Regions from separate parts of the Mus musculus genome. Here regions 1, 2, 3, 4, 6 and 7 are each linked to region 5. The links are chromatin contacts, called in public ChIA-PET, HiChIP or PLAC-seq, Micro-C and promoter capture Hi-C maps. All regions are on one chromosome and are shown on one strand. The core of a region is the stretch at or near the end of the contact, and the rest is flanking DNA. Distances in the headings are between cores, read along the strand shown.

Region 1 (2,700 bases), core at 96-2,595, 310 kb before region 5:
AGGAGATTGTTTTCCTTAAGCAATGCAGATGCCAATGTAATAAAACCCTTCGAGTACTTGTGTGTGCGTACAGCAGGTAAAGCATGTCACAGTGGGTTCACCCTGGTCACATGGAAGGACACCGGACTTTCTGACCAGGGTCATCTAAGTATCTGGGAGAAAGACAGGGGTTTAACCTTCCCTAAACTACTGAATGCCACTGTAATAATTGGTTGCCAGGGCACTGGAAACCTTCGGGATGGGTGGCTCCACGGAGCCTGCATCTGCTGGCTGCCCTTCTGTCGGATGCAGGAGGCGGACGTGGGGGAACCAGCTCTCTGTGGCTGCAGATCTGCACCCTGCCTTTCCTCCCCAGCTGCCAGTTTGAAGGGCATGTGGGCTGTGTGATCCCTTTGTTCCTTTGAAAGAGAAGAGAAATGTGCTCGGTGTAAAAATAGGGTTTAAAAGGCTTTAAAAACCAATCATGCCACATCAGGACGGGTGACAGAGGAGAGTGCTTCCTGTGGTGGCACCTGCAGAGACCCCTCCCCCACCCCAGGTATCTCTGCCCCGCCCTGCTTCTCCTCTGCACCTCGGATTGGGTGCTCCTGGGATTCCATCTACTGGAGCCACTTGCTTTTAGGGTTTAAAGAGAGTCAATTCACTCACTGGGGGCAGGAGACAAAGCTGGGCTTGGGGCTGGGGCTTCTCAGTCCTCTCTCTGGTCCCCTTATTTTTACTTAAGAGCGGCAGGCTTTTCCATTAAAGTTCCCAGATCTTCCTCCACAAGCCCTTTCTATATTTTTAGCACCACAGTCCCTCTTATCTGGATGTGGTAACCCCTTAAAGTCTTTGAGGGCCATCCAAAAAACATCCAGGGTATCTTGTTAAAGGACGAAGCGTCAAGAGCGACGTGCCTTTTACATACTGGACCTCACATCACCTTTTGCTAGTTTTAAGGACTTTATTTACTCTTTAAGGGCAAGAATCGGGCCCTAGGTCAGCTAAAGATGCACTCCATTAAAGATGCACAATTAATTCCGTGGCACTCTGTAGGGATCTCTGCACACGACCCTCCAGCATGGCTCCTTCCTTGCTGTGACAGCCTCAGTCAGGGGCTGAGGCTTGTAGCTCAGTCTGTAATCAGTTGTTCTTCACTGCTGGCCTTGAGGGGAAAAAAAGTCATTTGCTGTGCCCCGAAGGGAGTCTTTAGTGTAATTCCACATTCCTGGCTGGTACCCAGGGCCCCACACTAGCTGTCAGTCCCACCTAGCTCCCTCCTCACCATCCCCGTGTTACACCAGGGCCCCACTCAGGGCTTTGGCATCAGACCTTCATCCGAGCTTTCAATCTCAGCTCTGCCAGTGACTCTGGGTAAGCAATTAATGAGTCACTTTCCTCTGGAAAGTGGAGTTAGTGGCACTTCCTTTATTTGTACAGAGAAGGCTTTTGAGCATATGTGAGACTGTTCGGTGACTTGGAACAAGAGCTCTTCCCTTCTGAGCTCTCCTCTGTGATTTGTCAGAAAAATTACCATAACCAGCCCACAGTGCTGGGTGAGTGGTCTGACAGCTGTCTCCCTGGTGCAGCCCTCTGAGTAGCGCTAGTGAGGACCCTATGCTGACTGCAAAGATAGCCCACCCCCCACCCTACCCCCATAGCCCCCCTTTCCAGACACCCACCTCCATTACTCCCATCAGTCCCTGGGACTCCTGGGATGGCAGGGAGGCTAGGAACCACCCCACCCCACCCCACCCCCTTTGCCAGATCCTCTACCTTAAGAAAACATTACTGGGGTCCAGAGAGATGGCTCAGCAGTTAAGAGCACTCACTGCTCTCACAGAGGGTCTGAGTTCAGTTCCCAGTACTTGTATTAGATAACTCACAACCAACCATCTGTGATCCCCCCTACAAGGGATCCAACACCCTCTCCTGGCCTCTGTGGTCATACGTGTGTGAGCGTGCACACACACACTTTAAAATTTTTTACTTCACAAGAGATAAAAGCTGTCCACACACTTCAACTTTTCCTAGAGATCCGCTGAGCTCAGCTAAACCTCGCAGTTCTTAGGAAGTGGTGGAGCCAGTTCCACACAGGGACCCCAGCCAGCCAGCTTCCATCTACTCTATCTGTGCTCTTGACAGAGTGGCTCTGCCTTTGAGGATCCAGCTTCCTTATACAGAGATCCTAAATCGGGGTATTGACGCTCGCTCGTTTCTCTTGCCCACACATAGCATCAGCTTTAATGGCGTGTTTTCCGAAGACGCTGCGAGAAAGCCAGGGGCAGCTCCTGCTGTTGCCCTGCTGCCACCAGAACATCATCATGGTACACAGATGCTCTGAGGGTCTTGTCAGAAGAAGCCTGTATCCTAGGAATAATTAAATTTTGCTGCAGAGGAATGAACGGGTTGTGTGTCCTTCATTCCGCTATTCGGTCATTGACACTAAGATTCGCCCTGTGCCTTGCAACGGGATTGTGGAGGAGACAGGAGCCCACAGGCTGATAATGCACATGGGATCCAGAAGAAGCAGACGGAAAGACTCTGTGTTCAGGGGGTGTCGGGGAAGCAGGACACGTTTACAAGAATGCCGTTCTCTTTCACCTCGGCCTTCTTGCTGTCTGGGTTTATGTTTAGTCTCCACAGCAGCCTGACTGTCTAGGGCAGACTCACAGCATATCTGATGTTTCCGTCAACAGCTGATGATCCGTGTGATCTCCA
Region 2 (2,700 bases), core at 86-2,585, 390 kb before region 5:
CTCAATAAAGCCATCATCCTCAAGGCGCTTGTCTGGAAGCAAGTCTCTCAGCTCTCCACAGATTGCGGGCAGGGGGGGGGGCGCTTTCTACTGACACTCAGTAACCAGCTTCCCTTTTCTCTACATAAGGTCCAGAGGGGGTCTGAACAGGTTTCCTTGTGGGAAATCTGGTACCATTGTGCCCACACTCTTGCTAAGGCTGATCCTAGAGCATGAAGTAGGTGCTGCAAGCCAGTCATTGTGCTAGGGACCCCCCTACTCCCCAAAGGCATTTCATTCCCAATTCGCTGGACCACTCTTTTTTCACAGAGGCCAAAATCTCTGGCAAGAGCCTACTTAGTGGCAGCTCAACTCCCTCCACCGAGACAGGGTCTCCTGTGTCTTCGCACACCTTGCCTAGGAGAGAAATCAGAGCTAGATTATGCTACCTAGGCTGCCGCAGATTGCCCGCTTCCTCTAGCCTGCTCCTTCCCACAAGACTGGAGATGGAGATGGATGTAGAGGCAGCCTGCTTTCTCCTAAGCCCGTTCATGGCTTCTCATCGTGTTCATCTCCCTTTGTGCCTACGTGTTTGTAATAAAATACCCATAAACACATCGTTAACATTGGATAGGGACACCCTAAAAGGTGTGTTTGGACTTAATCTCTTTACGGGCCTCATCTCAGAGTTATGTTCGTTTGGAAGCACTAGTGAATCTTGGTGGGGGAATGTGATACCATTCAGTCCCTAACAGAGGCCTAAATAAGTTTTAGGTATATGAGGTCACATTCTGCAAGACGTGCAGGCTATCTTTATCTCCTATGCAAACGAACCAATTTCTGTAAACATTTTTTCTAAAAGCAGTTGTTGAACAGAAATATCCAAACACTAGGTACACTGCCTTAAGTAATTGTTTTTAAGTCATGTGTTTGGAGTTTTGTTCAAGAAAAATAATGTGTGAAATCCACTTTATAAATCAGCCGCTTTAGAAAAATGTCTGTCTTGGAAGCCAATTTTTCTCTCCTCTATCAACAAACCTTTCCAAGTGAAGGTTTAAGCGGGAGGGTGTAGTACAGGCAAATGGGCACGAGGTGGCGCCCTAAGTAGCGGCAAGGAGCAGGCAAAATGCATCAGGCTCTGGATTTGGTTTGAATGAAGAATGTATTCATTCAACATGTATTCAGTCCTTGTTGATTGAAGCTTTAGGGTTGGAGCTTTGCAATGTCAGGATCTTGCAGCAGAAACGACCTGTTTAGATTCTTATCTACTTATTTTCTAGGCTATTGTTTGACCCAGATATTTGCCTCTGCCCAGCTTGCTGGGTGAAGTGAGGTTAGGTCTGTAGCTGATTTGCATCTTTAAGCGCTGTCCGGAACTGGTCAGCTGGATCTGCAGTCAAGTTTGGGCGTGCTCTTCGTCAACAGCTCCTCCCTCCGTTTTCTTTGTCCATTGAAAAAAAAAGTTGCATCCTTCACTGATTCCCTGCCCAAGCTGCAGGTGTCACCACACAAATTGGGCAGTCTCCAATCGTTCCTCCCCTGACGGTTGTTCTCTGGCTTTCTCCTTCCATGCACGGAGAACTGGTTTTGTTTCCCTTGACATCTTGTTTCCACCTCAGCTACGTGGAGGAAGAGTCGCAGTGTTTGTTTATTCCTCTGGTTCCCCTTTCCTCCTGATGGTAAGAGCAGGTCCCTTTGGGCCCCCAGCTCCCACCAGGAGCACCCCACCCCCAGCTCTACTAGGAACCCTTTCTGGGTTTTAGCATCGCCTTCTGTACCTGCCCCTTGAGGTTTCAGTAGGAAGCAGCTTCCTGCATGGACACCCAGGGGTTGGTTTGCCTCTGTCTATCTCTGTAAACTTCTGGAAACATCTTTATTAATTTCTCTCCAGTCAACCCTTAGAGGTGTTAGCTCTTCCTGCAAGGTTTTGATTGAGTCACAGAACCAGAAAACCCTCTTTGTGCCTCCATTTCTCTTCTTTTAAGTGAGAATTCATATCCACCTTGTTAATGAGGATCTTCTCTAACAATGACTATAAGCCAAGTGACATCTGAAACCTGTTAACTTCTCTGTACAAGCCTCTGTAATCATCAGAGTGAGCGTCACAGACTAGGTCCTTGGTCCAATGTCTTCCTTCACTTATGCTAATTTTTGTATTAATGGGCAGGTTAATGGGTGCCTTTATGCCGAAGCACCAAAGCATCACAGAAGATTGTCACAACCGTGCTAGTCAACGCTGCGGTCCTGACTACAGACGCAGAGGCCAGACTGCCAGAACCCCAGGCCCTTATGAGTGTTATGTGCTGTGTTTCCTGGCGTATACTAGCCTGTTGCTTCCTCTTTTCCATCTTGCCGACTCCTTCCACCTGCAAAACAGAAGCTGCCCGAGTCCAGCTGTTGTTTATATGGAGGTACATCAAGGCCAGGGAGAGCAAACATTTAACAGGGGCTCTGCTGGGGGCCGGGAGCAGCCTCTGAGTGTCCTTTGCTCCTTTGGTAGCTGGACACTGGGTCCTTCCTACTCCGTGTCAGCAGTTCAGAAGCCTGGCGAATACAATTACTCTAAGACTCTGGACTTGAGCTGTTCATCCCAGCAAGGAGCAGGCTGGAAGTTTCTGGAAGCTTAGAGTCAGCAGGCAGGTTGAGGTGTCTGGAAGGACAGACCCCACCTCATTCAGCCTGGACAGATGCTGCCCAGGTGCCTGAGTGGTGAGAGCCACC
Region 3 (2,700 bases), core at 52-2,551, 510 kb after region 5:
GATTGTACAGTGCTGTGAAACTGTCAAGAGTGCGATGTTGAGAGTTACTTCCTCAATTCTCTCTGTGGCTATCTAGAGTCATCAGATCGCCTTCTCTCCAGTACAGAATATCCTTTTCTGCTAGTCAGCTCCTTTAGCCGCCCTTCCCACTCTGAAGCTGTTCCAGATCTGCCTCGAGAGAGGGTGGTTCAGTGGTTAGGAGCATTGCACCAGTACTCTCATCTGGGCAAAAATAGCCCATAGTCTGGAGTGTTACTCCTTTATCAATAAGGCTCTGGCCCACATCTGACCTTGATCTCTAGATAAGAGTAAGAGGCGCATTTGCAGGATTGTCCCCCACTTCCTGACGCAACCACTCCAGCCTAAGGTCTTCCTTTTTTGGACGGGTCCCCAAATCACAGAACTCTCAGCTTGCTTCTCTTCCTCAGGAAGTAACCCCCTATCAGCTGCAGGTGTGCTCCAGCTGTGCGCGTTGGCGGCCATTAGCGGCGGTCCTACTGTCTAGGGTGTTGCCATGGCTTTGTGAGACTTACTTACATCTTCTCAACAGAGAAAGAGCCGACTTTCAGAGAGATTTAACAATCCCCTCCCCCGCAACTCAGCAGGGGTGGCTGGAGAGAAGCTCACTAATGAAGAACACTTACTGCTCTGGGTTCCGTTTCTACGCTCTCAGGGCAGCTCACAACTGCCTGTAACACAAATTCTAGCACCATTTTCTGACCTCTGCTCGGCGTGGGCATACACATAAAATAAATGACTACGTAAAATGTAGTGAATATTTCGTTTAAATTTTCCCAAGGCCAACAACTCCCCTACTCGGAACTCTTCTCCTCTCATGAACTTTCAGTGTCTTCTCTCTCACATTGCTTGTGCAGACGCTTGCTGGGTCCACCGGAATGCTGCAGTGAACTGCAACCCTAGCGTATGACGTTTCCAACCACTTATTATTATCATCATTATTATCATTATTATTATTATCATTATCTGCTTTGGACAGGAGTCTTGTTATATCGTTGGGCTAGTCTCGAACTCTCGATCCAGATACCTATGACTCCACGGCGCTTCAGCGAAAACCAATAATCCTATCCAGATACGCTTAGCAGAACCTTCGCAGAGCTGCCGGGATCACCCAACTTGCCCAGCAACTCGGGGAGATTCAGCCGCTGAACCTTCGGGGGCGGGTGCAAGAGAATGACACTGCGCTAGACCAATCGCTACGGGGGCGCCGGCCGCCATACCCAATCACAAGCGAGCTAGGGAAGCGGGTGACAGCTCCGGCCGAAGATTGCCAGCTCTTGGCAGAGTGATGATGCTCGGCGGCCGAGTCACCACTAGGGCCCAAAGACCAAGAGTGCGGCGGCGCGGGGAGCGGCGGGGACTGAGTCCAGGGCCAACAGAGTCCGGGAGGTGCGCTTATTTCTCTTTGCCTTCTAACAGGGCTCGAGTGTCCCGTCCCAAGGGACGTCCCCCTGTTGCGGTCTAGCTCCACCTCGCTGCCCCTTCCTTTGGCTCTTCCCAGCTGGCGAACCGTGCTGAAAACCCGGGGGCGCTACGCCCCGCACTGGGTAACGGAGAACACAGTCCCGACTACGGTCCCACCTGTGCCTAGCCTAGCAGGAAAACTGTAACCGTGGGGTGAGTTTTAAAAACGAAAACAGAAACTAAACTCCCCTTCCGATCGGGAGCTGCTTTTTACAAGGCCCTTAACCTGCAGCCAAAATAATAGTAATTACATAACCTCCGGGTCCCCGGGTAACTTCATTGTTTACCTTATGGGAACCGGCCGGTGCTGTTCTGCTCAGCACTGTGAGCATTAGCTAAGCGGAGTCGGGGGCGGAGGTTGACTTAGTCCCTGCTCCTCGGAGAGAACTAGGGTACCCTCTCCCGGCAAGGGCACTCTCTCAGAAATCTGGAACTCTTTTTGCTTGCTAATGTTTGTTTATGACACATTGTTCCAACTTCCCCACTTTTGAGAATTTAGCCTCTGGGATAAAAAATCAACTGATGATTTCTATCCCCCCCCCCCACACTCGCCCCGTTTCTCTCCTCCCGCTTCCCGCTCTGCAATAGACTCGATCTGCCCACTTGAGCAATATGAAGATTTCATTCATAGAGCCCGCCATTCTCCTGAACGCGTTTGCTATGACTCTGACCATCCCGCTGACAGCGCAGTACGTGTACCGGAGGATCTGGGAGGAAACCGGTAACTACACCTTTGCTTCCAATAGCAATGGCTCTGAGTGTGACCAAAACAAAAGCAGCTCCATCTTTGCATTCCGGGAGGTAAGAAATTAAAATTAAAACCTCCCATCCTGGAGTCACAGGGAATGGAAACAGGTTCCAAACCAAAGAGGCTCTCCAAGGTGTGACCACACACACACACACACACACACACACACACACACACACACACTGAAATTAAGCCACCTTCTCTCTGTTCCTATTTCGGTTAATAGTTCCTCTTGACACCTTTAATCTGGCTCTTTCTAACTCTCTAAGGCACCTCCACTCCTGTCCCCAATCCCCACCCACCTTGTGGGACCAACTCTTTTATCCTTAGGAAATCTCACTACAATCTCACCCACTCTTCCTTGGTCTCTTGAATAACAAAAGTCCAGAAAAACTGACCAGAGTCAGCTGCCTCCCATGGGGGCGGGGCAGCAATTGTTGAGGTCTGGAGGCAGCCTTAGATAAGATAAA
Region 4 (2,700 bases), core at 43-2,542, 340 kb before region 5:
AAAAGATTTATTTTTAATTATGCGTAGGTGTATGTGTCTTGGGGTGCGGGGTATGTAGGTACAGGCAGATAACTTGGATTCCCAAAGCAAGAGTCTCAGGCATTGTGGGTGCTGGGACCTGAACTCAGTCCTCTGCAAGAGTGGTATATAACCTTAACTGACGAGCCTACTCTCCAGCCATATCTTCAAATCTAATCAATACTGTTCAGTTTCCTGCTGGAGAATTCTTAATGCACAAGGGCAAGGGTCACTCAAATGACGGCTTCAAGACATATAGAATCCAAAGCTTGACTCTTTCAGATCATCTCCTGGAGAACGGTTTTTCTTTTCTTCCTTAGGAATAGAGGGGCTTCAACGGGTCCTTCAACCGAGAACAAGATACGGGAAGGCTTACTTCCTGAGAGAGGGATGTAGGGAAGAAAGACAGAGGCGGAACTGTGTGCTGTTCCTTTCCCAGGATTCCCCTCAGGGTGCACAGCAGGTGGGAATCACAGCTGCTTTCTCAGACTTAGATTACAGTTCCTGCAAACAGACTCTCTTCTTTCCTTTTCTGACCCAGCAGACTGCTAAGGCGATTAAACATATCTCTGCTCTCAGGTACCAAGTGTGGTGCAGCAAAGAGTTGGACATTGTAACAGTTAGAATTAAGGCCCTTAAAAAGGAGATTCTAAAGGGGCTAGAGAGATGGCTCTGTGGTTAGGAACACTGGCTGCTCTTCCAAAGGGCCTGGTGGCTCCCAACCATGTGAAAGTGCCTGGGAATTTCCAGGTCCTGGGAATCTGATGCCCCCTTCTGGCCTCTATGGGTATTGCATCCATGTGGTGCACAGACATTTATGCAGGCAAACGTTCATACACATAAAATAAAAATAAATCTTTGAAAAGAGAGAAAGAGGGGCTGGAGAGATGGTTCAATAGTTAAGAGAATTTGCCATGTCCTGCTCCACACATCCTTCTCTCGGGCTTCTTGACTCAGCTTGCGGCTCTGTGAATTTTCTTCTGCTCGCCCAGAGCTCTGTGGCAGGGGTCACCCTTCCCACCTGCCTTGCCAGGTCGCCCTCCCCAACACCCCCACTGTTGCCCCATCTCCCCTGTCCCCAGTCAGGTCCCGAGTGCTCCCACCTGCCCTCTCTGCCAGCCACTCATACCTTGGACTCTTTGAGGGTGACTGGAAAGGAGAAGCAAGACCGTGTCGTCATCTAACTTTCCTGTGAAACCCGCGCAGCCGCGGGTCCTAGCACAGAGTCTGAGTTCAGAGTTTACAAAGCTTCTGTTAACTGCTTCCTGCTCTTCCAGCAAGTTCTACAAACCGAACTACAGTTCCCTTCAGGCTTCTCGAACTCACTTCCGGTGCTTCTTGCAGGAAGCCCGAGAGAAGGATGGGTGGAGCCCCACTGGGCTTTCCCCAATTCAATCAGTTTATAAACTAAACTTCATTTCCATGGGGGCAGCTCTTTGAGCTCCCCGCACCCGGAAGTCTCCAGTGGCTCCAGAAGTCTCCCTTGGCACTATCCCATTTCCTTCGGCTCTTCAGCATCACACACATCATGCCTTCACGTCTGAGCTCCTCTCCAGCCTGCAAAATGATCAACAGATGGGGACCACTGTGTCTCCAGAGCCTACCTCATAGTAGGTGCTCAATAAGTATTTGCCGCATGAATGGCTCTTCCGGGGTGCGTAGTAAACACTTGGTAAGAGTAAGCTGAATCATCGAAGGTCCATTTCTGTTTAAGCCTTTATCAACTCAAAACAGGAATTTGACAATGACACCCCCTCCATATTGGCTGCAGAACACATCCAGATTAACTGTCACAAAGCGCCACACTCATCAGGTAACTCTAAAGGAAATTTATCCACAGCTTCCCAATAAATTCTGAGCAAACCTCCCGCCCTCTGTGGCTGGGTCAGGGCCTACAGAATTTCTGGCTTGGAGCCTGGGGTTGTGATGTCAGCCTTCAGGGTTTCTGAGAGCTGAGTGTCTGCCCAGTGCTGTTTGTTTGCAGAACTGGCTCCCTCTCCTAAGCGCCCTGTTTGCACAGGGGTGTTTGCAGCTAGCCGCAGCCTGTGATTAAATCGAAAGCGGCTTGGTGTTTGAACTTGGTCATTCCTGAAGGTCACCAGTGGGCGGTCTCCAGGAGGTCAGCAGCTGCATGCACGAGGCCTTTCAATGACCCCTAATTAACATCTGTACTTGGGAGGACAGAAAAGAAAAAGAGGTGGTGTTTGGCATGTGTCTGGGTGGCTGAGTTATGACACTTTCAAACTTTAAGTGGTTATCTGTCTGATAATTTTTTTTTTTTTTAATGAGGAAGCCCGCTGTCCTTGGGCCCAGAAATATCTGGGTCTGGCTTTTCTAGACATACAAGGTGCTGTCTCGGCAAATTGTGGCTGTAGCTTGTGCAGATGGGAGGTGACACACCACTGGCTGCTTTTCGGCCTTGGGTATAATTGTTGGTGCGGGTGTTGTCTATGGCCCTGTTTACAAGCCTCTGGCAGCCCCTGGCATTAAACACCCCTGGGCGCTTCCTCTGCCAGGATGTGTCCATCTGGAAACAGGTGGGGGAATTATACCTTGGCAACACACACACACACACACACACACACACACATACACACACACACAAGGCCTAGCTATTTAAGCTCTTTCTTCTACCGAGGAGGAAGTCAGGTGATAGCACAGACCTTTTGACACCGGCTCTCC
Region 5 (2,700 bases), core at 193-2,692:
GATTTGTGGAGGACACACAGTGAATAGCGTTCGAATTCGGAGTCAGATACTCATCTGGTGCTGAAGGCAAAGCTGGTGGGCGCTGAAAGATGGGAGGTTTCCCTCTGTGAGAAGGGGGCACCTGGTAAAGATTCAGGAGACCTCCCTACTAGATTGGCAGGAATCAGTTCATCACCGCATGATTGACACTTACTTCTGTTGGCTGTTGGAAAACAAAGCATGTTTGATGCCTTGTTATTATCACAAACGCTGTTAGAAGTGCTTTAATGTTATCTTACAAGTGTTAGAAGTGCTTTAGTGCTATCCACCTCCCTCTACGTATTCATTAAGACTTTTTGGCTGGGCAATATAAATTAATACATCGTTAGTTTAATTCTATGGGAGTATCAACAGCTGTGGCTGACAATGAATCCCTTTACTGATAAGGCACACTTGAGAACACACATAGCATCCACCTTCTCTTTTCTCTTTTTCTTTTCTTTTCCTTTCTTTTCTCTCTTTCTTCCTTTCTTTCTTTCTTTCTTTCTTTCTTTCTTTCTTTCTTTCTTTCTTCTTTCCTTCCTTCCTTCCTCTCTCTCTCTCTCTCTCTCTCTCTCTCTCTCTCTCTCTCTCTCTCTCTCTCTCTCTCTTTTTTTAACAGGATTTCTCTGTATAGCCCTGGCTGTCCTGAAACTCACTCTGTAGACCAGGCTGGCCTCAAACTCAGAAATCCACCTGCCTCTGCCTCCCAAGTGCTGGGACTAAAGGTGTGTGCCACCACTGCCGGGCTTCGATATAATTCTTTATAAAAACTTTTATCTTATGCATATTTATGGTTTACCTGTGTATGTCTGTGCATCACATTCAAGACTTACAGATTAGTTGTGAGCCCCCATGTGGGGAGTCAGAACTGGGTCCTCTGAAAGGGTTGTCAGTGTTAACCGCTGAGCCATCCCTCAGCCCTATAGACTGTAGTTCTCGATTTTGGAGCAGAGATCAGAAGGAACCCTGAAGACTAGATTTGGGTACTAAACTTGGGGAGAGTCCCGCGGGTGTGAACTGCCTGAACTGTTCTGTTGGCTATGTGGAGGAACTACCTTGTATCAAAGGGAGGCTTGCAGGTTCTGGGGCCCTTCCTGACCAAGGCGGAGGCTAAGGCGTTAGCTAGGGCACAGCCGTAAAGTAGTCCAATGTCAAAAGAAGATTTACAACTAAGTCCAAAAAAAAAAAAAGTCTTTAAAATGTGTCTTACATCCAGTTTGGAGCAAGAAACCTGGTCGTCAGCTGTCCGTGGCTCCCCAGGAGGGGGCTCGCACCCCTCAGCCTGTGCCATCAGCTCTGACTCAAGCTCAGTTGCGGCTGCGGAGGACCAAGGGCGCGCGCGGGAGGCGCCCAAACCGGCGGGGAAGCCCGGTCTCGGGTGTCCCCGCCCACAGGGGCGCGGCCGCGCGGCGCTGTCATTGGTGCCCTGGAAGCTGACGCGCAGCACTGGCCGTGGCCGTGGGGCCCGCGGAGGGCGGCGCGCGGCTGATGAAACCGGCTCGGATTCCGCCCGCGTGCGCCATCCCCTCAGCTAGCAGGTGTGAGAGGCTTTCTACCCGCGGTCTCCACACAGCTCAACATCTTGCCGCCTCCTCCGTGAGTACGCGATCCTTGTGATTGCCCAGGAAGCTCTGAAAGCCTGAGTCACCTCGGTGTGCGTGTGTGTCTGTGTGTGTGGCCTCGGGTGGCGTTTCAGGCAGGGCGAGGGTTCTTCTTATCCTCTCCATCTCCGGGGGATGGGTGCGTGGGGCGGGCACCAGTGTTCCGGTCGCCTCCTCCGAGTCCATCTTGGTCCTTTGCAGGCGCGGCGTGGTGCATGATGCAACAGCGGGAGGGAGTGAACACGGGCGACCCGGGTGACGCCCGCCACGCGTGGCGCCGTGTGTAGGCTCCACGTGGGCGCGGGGACCCATCTACGCAGGCTGCCCCGGGTGGCATCCGGAGTCACGGCAGTCTGGGAGACCTTCCCTTACATGGCGCGGTGCGCGGCACCCCGCCCCGCCACGCGGTCCCGGGCAGTGTCGTCAGCCGAGCCGCGCGCAGGATGGACTCTTGTCAGGTCTCGCAGGCATGACCCGAGACCTGAGATTCCTGTCCTCCGGGTCGCCTCATAGTCTCCAGAGGTCCCTTTGGAGGGACTCCCTCTTGGGTGGGTTTTCCTTGTGACCCGATTCGGCCTGCACAGACTGTTCTTCCAGATGGTGTGGAGTGGGAGGAAGTTCTTCCGGCTCCGTAGACAACCTGTGCTCCGTGTGTTTCTGTCCAGTGGAAGACTTCCTGGGCACGATCAGGTCACCAGCCAAGGGTGTCCGCAGAGCAGTCCAGTGTCGCTCGCTCCAGCCCACTGCTGTGTGGACTTGTGTGTTAAGATAGCCAGACATGTGCTGGGATAGGCAGACATGTGCTGGGATAGGCAGACATGTGCTGTCAGGAAAACAAAACAAACTAAAAAACTACATTTCCCAGCACCCACAGTTATACTCTCACGTGCAGGAGGACAGGGTTTCAACCATAGGTGTATTTCTTCTAAAGGTGAGTAAACTTTCACTAGAATCCGGAGCGTTATCTTCTGCGTTATCTTTTGGTTGACTGTCTTAGCTGTCATGGAGTCAGCTGGTAATTGGGATTTTTGTAACATTTCTTGCCCTTCATGTGTGGTTAAGATAATAGGAAACCTCG
Region 6 (2,700 bases), core at 198-2,697, 420 kb before region 5:
ACATCTGGATCTTATGGAGGCATTTCCCCAACTGAAGCTCCTTTCTCTGATGATAACTCCAGCTTGTGCCAAGTTGACACACAAAACCAGCCAGTACATCTCCTAATGGTTTTATGAAGTTGCGTCTCGTTTCTATTCCTCCACAGGACGCAGGTAGAAAGATCAGAGAAAGGCTAGATTCCAGCCACCCCAGTCTCTACCTCTCTTAAACCAGCAAAGGATACCTCTTAATTGTATGTTAAAATCAAGGGGGCTGCAAGGCTGTGCTTTCTTTAAGGTTCTAGATAACTTGTTCTGTGTCTCTTCTGGCCACTTCCGATACCTTCCCTGATGTATCTCATCTCTTGGATGCACCCTTACCTCCAATTTTATGTATTTTTCCCTCCCTGGGTAAGTCTGCCTTTACAATGTCCATTCTGACCTAGACATGACAGCCATTGGACTAAGGGTCCACACTAGCCCTGTGTAGCACTATTTTAATTTTAATGTGATTAGTGACATTTGGAACAATCTTTTTTCCCCCTCTGAGACAAGGTTTCTCTGTGTAGCCCTGGACACGGGGATCTTTCTGTGTCTGCACCCCCCCCCCCCCAGTGCTGGGATCAAAGTCATGCACCACCACTGGCCAGTTGAAACAATCTTATTTTCTGATGGAATCACATTAAAAAGCTTAGACTTGGATATGTGTCTATTTTAGAGGGTCACAATTCACCCCCTTACAGATGTTCCAGTGATTTTGAGTTCACACTGAATATAAATAAAGGTGGGGAAAACTGACTTGCTCAAACCCCCAAAGAGAAGGTACGAGGGCTCAACGATGGGAGGCAAATTAAGAGGGAAAAGGGAGGCGGCCCCTTGTTTGGACTTCAAACACAGATGCTAGACCCTTGCTTGTGGTCTCCTGGGATGTCCTGCCAGATGCTGACCCCTGGGCCAGGGGACTCAAAGCACTGTATTCTCCAGCGTCTCCTTGGATTATATTTAATGAATTGGCCATCAGCTCTCACTCTAACGGCCTTCATCCTCGACCCCCAACAAAAAGAAGAGCAACAGCAGCATCAACAAATTCTGACCGATAACGACTCAAGCCAAACCAAACCCCCCCAACCCCCCTCCCCCGCCTGCCACCCCCGAATTGAAAACCACCTTTGATGGCCTGGATGCGGTTATCACAATAATTGTCTGCAGAGAAGAACGGGATGGCACCAGAGACCTGTCAGGAGGCGACAGGAAGCAGAGGCAGCATGACTTATTGTTGGTGACACGGATTCATCTTATTAAGGAGTAATGAATGGGTTAGCTCGGCAATTAATCACCAAAGCCTACTCCCCGGAGCTAGGAGAAACGGGAAGTGCCGAAATAAAGACAAGAAGAAAAGCTGTCACAGAGGCAGCGCGCTTTTCACGGATGGAGCTGGCTGACGGAGCCACGTGTTGCGGTCACCTGGAGGGATGTGTGAGTCAGAATCAGCGGTGCTGAGGCGCACTGCCTGACCCGGGCAATCAAGTCCTTGAGGGGTGAACCCGGGAAATCGCGTTTTTTCTGGCGCTCCTGAGATGATTCAGTGCAGCTAAGCTTTGGCACACTGAGAGAGGGGGGAGGGGGAAGGAGGGAGAGAGGGAGGCTAGAGCATACCCCCCATGTCCCTTAACCTCCCCCTACCCCCCACTTACGTCAATGATGCTGGCTCACCCGGGCCAGGCACCAGGATGCTACTTACTTGCTGCACCATTACCTCTGGTTAGCCGGGTTATTCTGAGAAAATGATTTTGATGAGGTCATTTTGGGGTGACTGTTTTATACCAAAAGGCCCTCAACAAAACATGAAAGCGGAGTTTTATGGCCTGAGCCTTCAGCACCCCACTTCCTAAAGACAGTGTGGCCTACGTGTGGGTAGAGAGCATTGGCTTCATTTGTGACTTGGGTAGGAAACAGTTGAGAACTTGGTGGTTTCTATAAGCACTGAAATGTCCTCAACTCAGGACAAATACAAGCATGTCACACTGTCCCCTGTTTCAGGCTGCTGCAATAGAATACGTGAGACTGGGTGTTTCACGAAGAGCAGAAATTGTTATACCATAGAGGCTGGGAAGGTCAGATGCACCGGTGTCAGGGAAGGTGCACAGCTAAGCACCTTCACCCTGCTCTCCCGTAGTTAAGGTGGAAGCAGGGCAGCGCGAGATAGCAGCAAATGGGCTGAGTTTTCATCTGTGAGGAAGCCATTCCTTCAAAAGGACAGTACTCCATTTGGATTTGATTGCCTCCCAAAGATCTCACTTCTCAACGTATTTGTGTTGAGGACCTAATTCTCAACATGTGGACTTGAGGGAGACACCTTCCAACCACAGTGCCTCGGTAGTAAACTAGTAGTGGCAAATTGCCAAGAGACTTCCTCCGAGAGGAGGTTCTTTCAAAGGACACTGTGGGTGGAACCTCAGAGCCGTGTCTGCCTATTGGCTCGTGGCCAAGTCCATTTTGCACCCTACCCAATGACACAGCAAAGGAAGGCGCAACCTGTGCTAGCAGGGGTCATTCTCTTTGGTTTGTCTCCCTGTCTGACACCTGCTCAGTCCCCTCATGGTTGTTTTACACCTTTATCTCCCAACACTGGCCAGAGAATTGCCCTAAATTTGAGACCAGTCTGGTCAACAGAGTGAGTTCCAAGCCATCCAGAGCTATAGAGTGAGGTCCTGTGTCAAA
Region 7 (2,700 bases), core at 132-2,631, 440 kb after region 5:
CACACACATAACAAATGCCATCACCAGAAACCAGTAAGAACAAGATGCGTATCTGATGTTTTCCACTCTCATCTTTGTACCTGAAAAATTACGGTACGTGTGAGCAGAGATCTTTAATAACTGTCAACACACGATTAGCTATGTCCACGTGACAGCAAAATACAACTACCTAACAACTTAAAAGCCAAAACGGCTATGTGACAGGGATCTATTTCTTTAAGTCACTTCCCACCTATTTATTGTCAGAGACGTCCCACTGGTTTTCATAACAGACTTAAAAAAAAAAAAAAAGCCTGTTTTGTGTCTTAACGCTTGAGAGTCTACGGTATGAATTTTTCTTTTGAAAGGACCTCCTGTCGCCTTTAAATGATACCAAAACCATCTCATGCTTATCCTGAAGGAAAGTTTTGAGCTAAGACAGAAATTATGGCTCTGACTTCCTGCGCTCTTACGTTCTCTGGTAACCGCTCCTAACTTTACCAACCAGCAAATATTCCTGTGAAGCACTTACATAACAAAAGAGTGCAGGCGCCTCTGGCACGCCGCCAAGCGTACTTCTCTGGGTGTTTGTATTTAAAATAGAACGGTAGTAACATCACTTGCAAGCCTTTCCCTGCACAGACTCAGAATGAAGGGGGTTGAAAAATGGATGGAGCAAGCCTTACCATTCTAGGGCTCCAAGGAAATAACACATCGGTGCTAAATTAAGACGAAGACACGGACCGAATTATCCCGAGCTGGGGGTGGAGAGGGGTGGGAGCTCGCTTAGGCTAACCCGCTGTCGCCTCTGAAACACCGTGCTCAACCTGACATCCCCGGAAGGTGCGAGTGGGTTGCAGCCTCTCTCCGGCGGAGCAGAAGATGTGGGCAGCGGGGAGCGGGCTCTCTGATGCCAGAGAAGCCAGCAAAAGGCACCGCCTCCGCCCCGCTCTGCACCTGTCTCCAGCCGGATCGGGACGCGCGGACAGCAGTCGCTCACCTGGGTCTGGAGGAGCCAAGAAGGATGTGCAGAGAGACCAGAGCAGCCTCCGGGAGCATCCCGGGCCGGGCTACCTCCGCACGCAGCTCCTTCGCAGCTGGAGTTTGCAACGCGCCCACGCGTCCAGACTCCTGACCCACCCGGGTCTTCTGCAACTTGACAGAGCGCGGGCTGAGGTGGCGCAGGTGGCGAGCTTAGGGCACCGGGGTACCTGGGGCCGTGGCCGCAGCCAGCCCTCCGCCCGCGCACTTCACCACTGGGCACCGCCCAAGCCGCCGGGCTCTGATCACAGGGATGGCCCGGGCTGAGGACGCCTCGCCGGACAAAGACGCCGCTCCCGCCCACCCTCCAGTGAGGTGCCGTCCGCGGTGACAGAAGCCGGGCTGCAGCGGCCCGAGGCGCGCACCCCCTCCCGGCCGCCCGGAGATGCTCGCGAGCCCCGGCGCCTCCTCTCGTCCGGAGCCCCGTGGGGGGAGCCGAGCGCCCTCTGCTGGCCCGACACGACCCGGCAGCTCACGGGACCACAGTGGTCCGGAGCATCCAGCCTCAGACCCCAGAGAAAGGAGAAGCAGCCTGAGGTCGCTGACCTAGACTCCTGACTCCCACGAGTGGGATGTGCTGTGGTCCAATCGGAAGAGAGAGCCTCTTTTAATTGCGTGCAGCAGGAAGAATTGGGGTCCAGCGGGTGAACTCGCAAGGGATGTAGCGGGGCTGATGGACAGGAGACTAAAGAAGTCTCTGTAAGGGTTTTGTGTGTGATTGTGTGCGGGTTTGGCGGGGGTGGGGGTGGGGGAGTTGGGGTGTTTGAGGCAGGATCTCACTTGAGACTCACAGATATCCTCTTGCCTCTGCCTCCAAATCTAGGGGTAATGCATAGCCGGCTACCCACTTGAAAGACTCTTGTCTCAACGCAAGCTTGTCTGCTTCGTAGTTCACAACGTTCCTCAGAAGTAAACATGAACGCAGGACTTCTCAGTAGCCCTTCCAGGTCGCCTGAAAGCAGCGCACCTGGGAAGCCTGAAGACAGCCGGGGGGCTTCTCCAGCCTCTGGCTCACAAGATTTGGGACAGACTGACAGAGAAGACAATGAGATGCTGGCTTACTGATGTGCTTGCTCGCTTTCTCTTGGGGGTCGGGAGTGTGGGGAAAATGGGCTCCCTCCCCCACCCCAGCATTGCTGTGCCGAGCAACATTTTATACCAGCTGAATTTTTGTACTAACTGGTCTATATTGTGAAGGGAAATCATGAAAGAGCACTTTTCACACGGCTGTCTTTTTACATTATTCTATGTGGCCTCCCATTTCTTCTGGAGGAATCTAGGGCACGTTTTATCGCTTTTCCTGTCACCTTCGGGTGTTAACAAGCGGTCTGACTGGCTGTTATTACAAAGTCCAGTCCAATCTAAATCAAACTTTAAGCTCATTTCATTTAAGCCTTCGCCCCTCCCTTCCCCTAACTCACAAACCCCAGCCTGACTTAAACCTAGAAAGATAGTAAAGCCTCCTTTGTGCCATTCACTTTCCTATTTGGGTGCTCTGTGAAGCCCATGCCTCCCAGGTGCAAGGAATGAGGTCCTGGCGCTACAGCTCCTTCCTCGGGCCACTCCCACTCCTCCAGGGACTCATCCCACCCCCACCCCCATCCCACAGGCAGACCTGACCATCTTCCACCACATCGGCTGACAGTGTTCATTAAACTCTCTACAGAAGCTCTGGTTAGC

The links. Promoter capture Hi-C pulls out the DNA fragments that hold promoters and counts their contacts. Hi-C and Micro-C count contacts between places; a contact is called where the count stands out from the background. ChIA-PET counts read pairs in DNA pulled down with a chosen protein or histone mark. HiChIP or PLAC-seq counts read pairs in DNA pulled down with a chosen protein or histone mark.
Region 1: a contact with region 5 is called in an H3K4me3 HiChIP or PLAC-seq map of the SCID.adh cell line, with 16 read pairs. The contact joins the enhancer-like site here to the promoter of Slc7a1 in region 5. A contact is called at or near these places in 1 of 39 promoter capture datasets (cranial neural crest), 1 of 484 Hi-C or Micro-C datasets (the N1E-115 cell line), 4 of 115 datasets of contacts at active chromatin or transcription factors (the SCID.adh cell line, bone marrow-derived macrophages, memory CD8 T cells and 1 more) and 3 of 9 other capture datasets (adipose tissue, embryonic stem cells and liver).
Region 2: a promoter capture Hi-C map of embryonic stem cells shows a contact between it and region 5, with 2.9 times the contacts expected there. The contact joins the enhancer-like site here to the promoter of Slc7a1 in region 5. A contact is called at or near these places in 19 of 39 promoter capture datasets (the 3T3-L1 cell line, the HPC-7 cell line, the SN4741 cell line and 12 more), 1 of 15 datasets of contacts at CTCF or cohesin (large pre-B cells), 5 of 484 Hi-C or Micro-C datasets (bone marrow-derived macrophages, cerebellar granule neurons, cortical neurons and 2 more), 19 of 115 datasets of contacts at active chromatin or transcription factors (the SCID.adh cell line, bone marrow-derived macrophages, embryonic basal ganglia and 14 more) and 4 of 9 other capture datasets (adipose tissue, embryonic stem cells, liver and 1 more).
Region 3: a FOXA1 HiChIP or PLAC-seq map of pancreatic cancer cells shows a contact between it and region 5. The contact joins the promoter of Slc46a3 here to the promoter of Slc7a1 in region 5. A contact is called at or near these places in 1 of 39 promoter capture datasets (hippocampal neurons) and 3 of 115 datasets of contacts at active chromatin or transcription factors (bone marrow-derived macrophages, memory CD8 T cells and pancreatic cancer cells).
Region 4: a promoter capture Hi-C map of embryonic stem cells shows a contact between it and region 5, with 4 times the contacts expected there. The contact joins the promoter of 2210417A02Rik here to the promoter of Slc7a1 in region 5. A contact is called at or near these places in 14 of 39 promoter capture datasets (the HPC-7 cell line, embryonic stem cells, frontonasal cranial neural crest and 8 more), 1 of 484 Hi-C or Micro-C datasets (embryonic stem cells) and 7 of 115 datasets of contacts at active chromatin or transcription factors (astrocytes, embryonic stem cells, forebrain and 3 more).
Region 6: an RNA polymerase II ChIA-PET map of memory CD8 T cells shows a contact between it and region 5, with 24 read pairs. The contact joins the enhancer-like site here to the promoter of Slc7a1 in region 5. A contact is called at or near these places in 1 of 39 promoter capture datasets (embryonic stem cells), 3 of 115 datasets of contacts at active chromatin or transcription factors (the SCID.adh cell line, embryonic midbrain and memory CD8 T cells) and 2 of 9 other capture datasets (adipose tissue and liver).
Region 7: a contact with region 5 is called in a Micro-C map of embryonic stem cells, with 2.8 times the contacts expected there. The contact joins the promoter of Mtus2 here to the promoter of Slc7a1 in region 5. A contact is called at or near these places in 1 of 484 Hi-C or Micro-C datasets (embryonic stem cells), 1 of 115 datasets of contacts at active chromatin or transcription factors (microglia) and 1 of 9 other capture datasets (pancreatic islet).

What each region holds. Positions count from the first base shown.
Region 1 is chr5:148,706,921-148,709,620 of GRCm38.p6, reverse strand. No RefSeq gene overlaps it. Among named protein-coding and RNA genes, the nearest start is that of 2210417A02Rik, 34 kb to the left of the region's middle. Within about 2 kb of position 1,345, at least 163 of the 459 cell types and tissues checked have an H3K27ac peak or open chromatin away from gene starts, as enhancers often do. A contact at or near this core is called in the SCID.adh cell line, adipose tissue, bone marrow-derived macrophages and 1 more, where this site is marked.
Region 2 is chr5:148,791,631-148,794,330 of GRCm38.p6, reverse strand. Gm36405 (a long non-coding RNA gene) reads left to right here. Exons shown (of 3, transcript XR_377235.2): 3 at 1-14. Among named protein-coding and RNA genes, the nearest start is that of 4930505K14Rik, 15 kb to the right of the region's middle. Within about 2 kb of position 1,335, at least 23 of the 459 cell types and tissues checked have an H3K27ac peak or open chromatin away from gene starts, as enhancers often do. A contact at or near this core is called in the SCID.adh cell line, bone marrow-derived macrophages and embryonic stem cells, where this site is marked.
Region 3 is chr5:147,893,416-147,896,115 of GRCm38.p6, reverse strand. Slc46a3 (solute carrier family 46, member 3) reads left to right here and starts at 1,301. Exons shown (of 6, transcript NM_027872.4): 1 at 1,301-1,635; 2 at 2,071-2,283. The coding sequence starts at 2,095.
Region 4 is chr5:148,740,432-148,743,131 of GRCm38.p6, reverse strand. 2210417A02Rik (RIKEN cDNA 2210417A02 gene) reads right to left here and starts at 1,292. Exons shown (of 2, transcript NR_028285.1): 1 at 1,148-1,292; 2 at 1-397.
Region 5 is chr5:148,398,646-148,401,345 of GRCm38.p6, reverse strand. Slc7a1 (solute carrier family 7 (cationic amino acid transporter, y+ system), member 1) reads left to right here and starts at 1,442. Exons shown (of 13, transcript NM_007513.4): 1 at 1,442-1,617.
Region 6 is chr5:148,819,353-148,822,052 of GRCm38.p6, reverse strand. No RefSeq gene overlaps it. Among named protein-coding and RNA genes, the nearest start is that of Gm36405, 11 kb to the right of the region's middle. Within about 2 kb of position 1,447, at least 87 of the 459 cell types and tissues checked have an H3K27ac peak or open chromatin away from gene starts, as enhancers often do. A contact at or near this core is called in memory CD8 T cells, where this site is marked.
Region 7 is chr5:147,956,001-147,958,700 of GRCm38.p6, reverse strand. It overlaps Mtus2 (microtubule associated tumor suppressor candidate 2), which reads right to left and starts at 1,381. Exons shown (of 15, transcript NM_001359503.1): 1 at 980-1,381.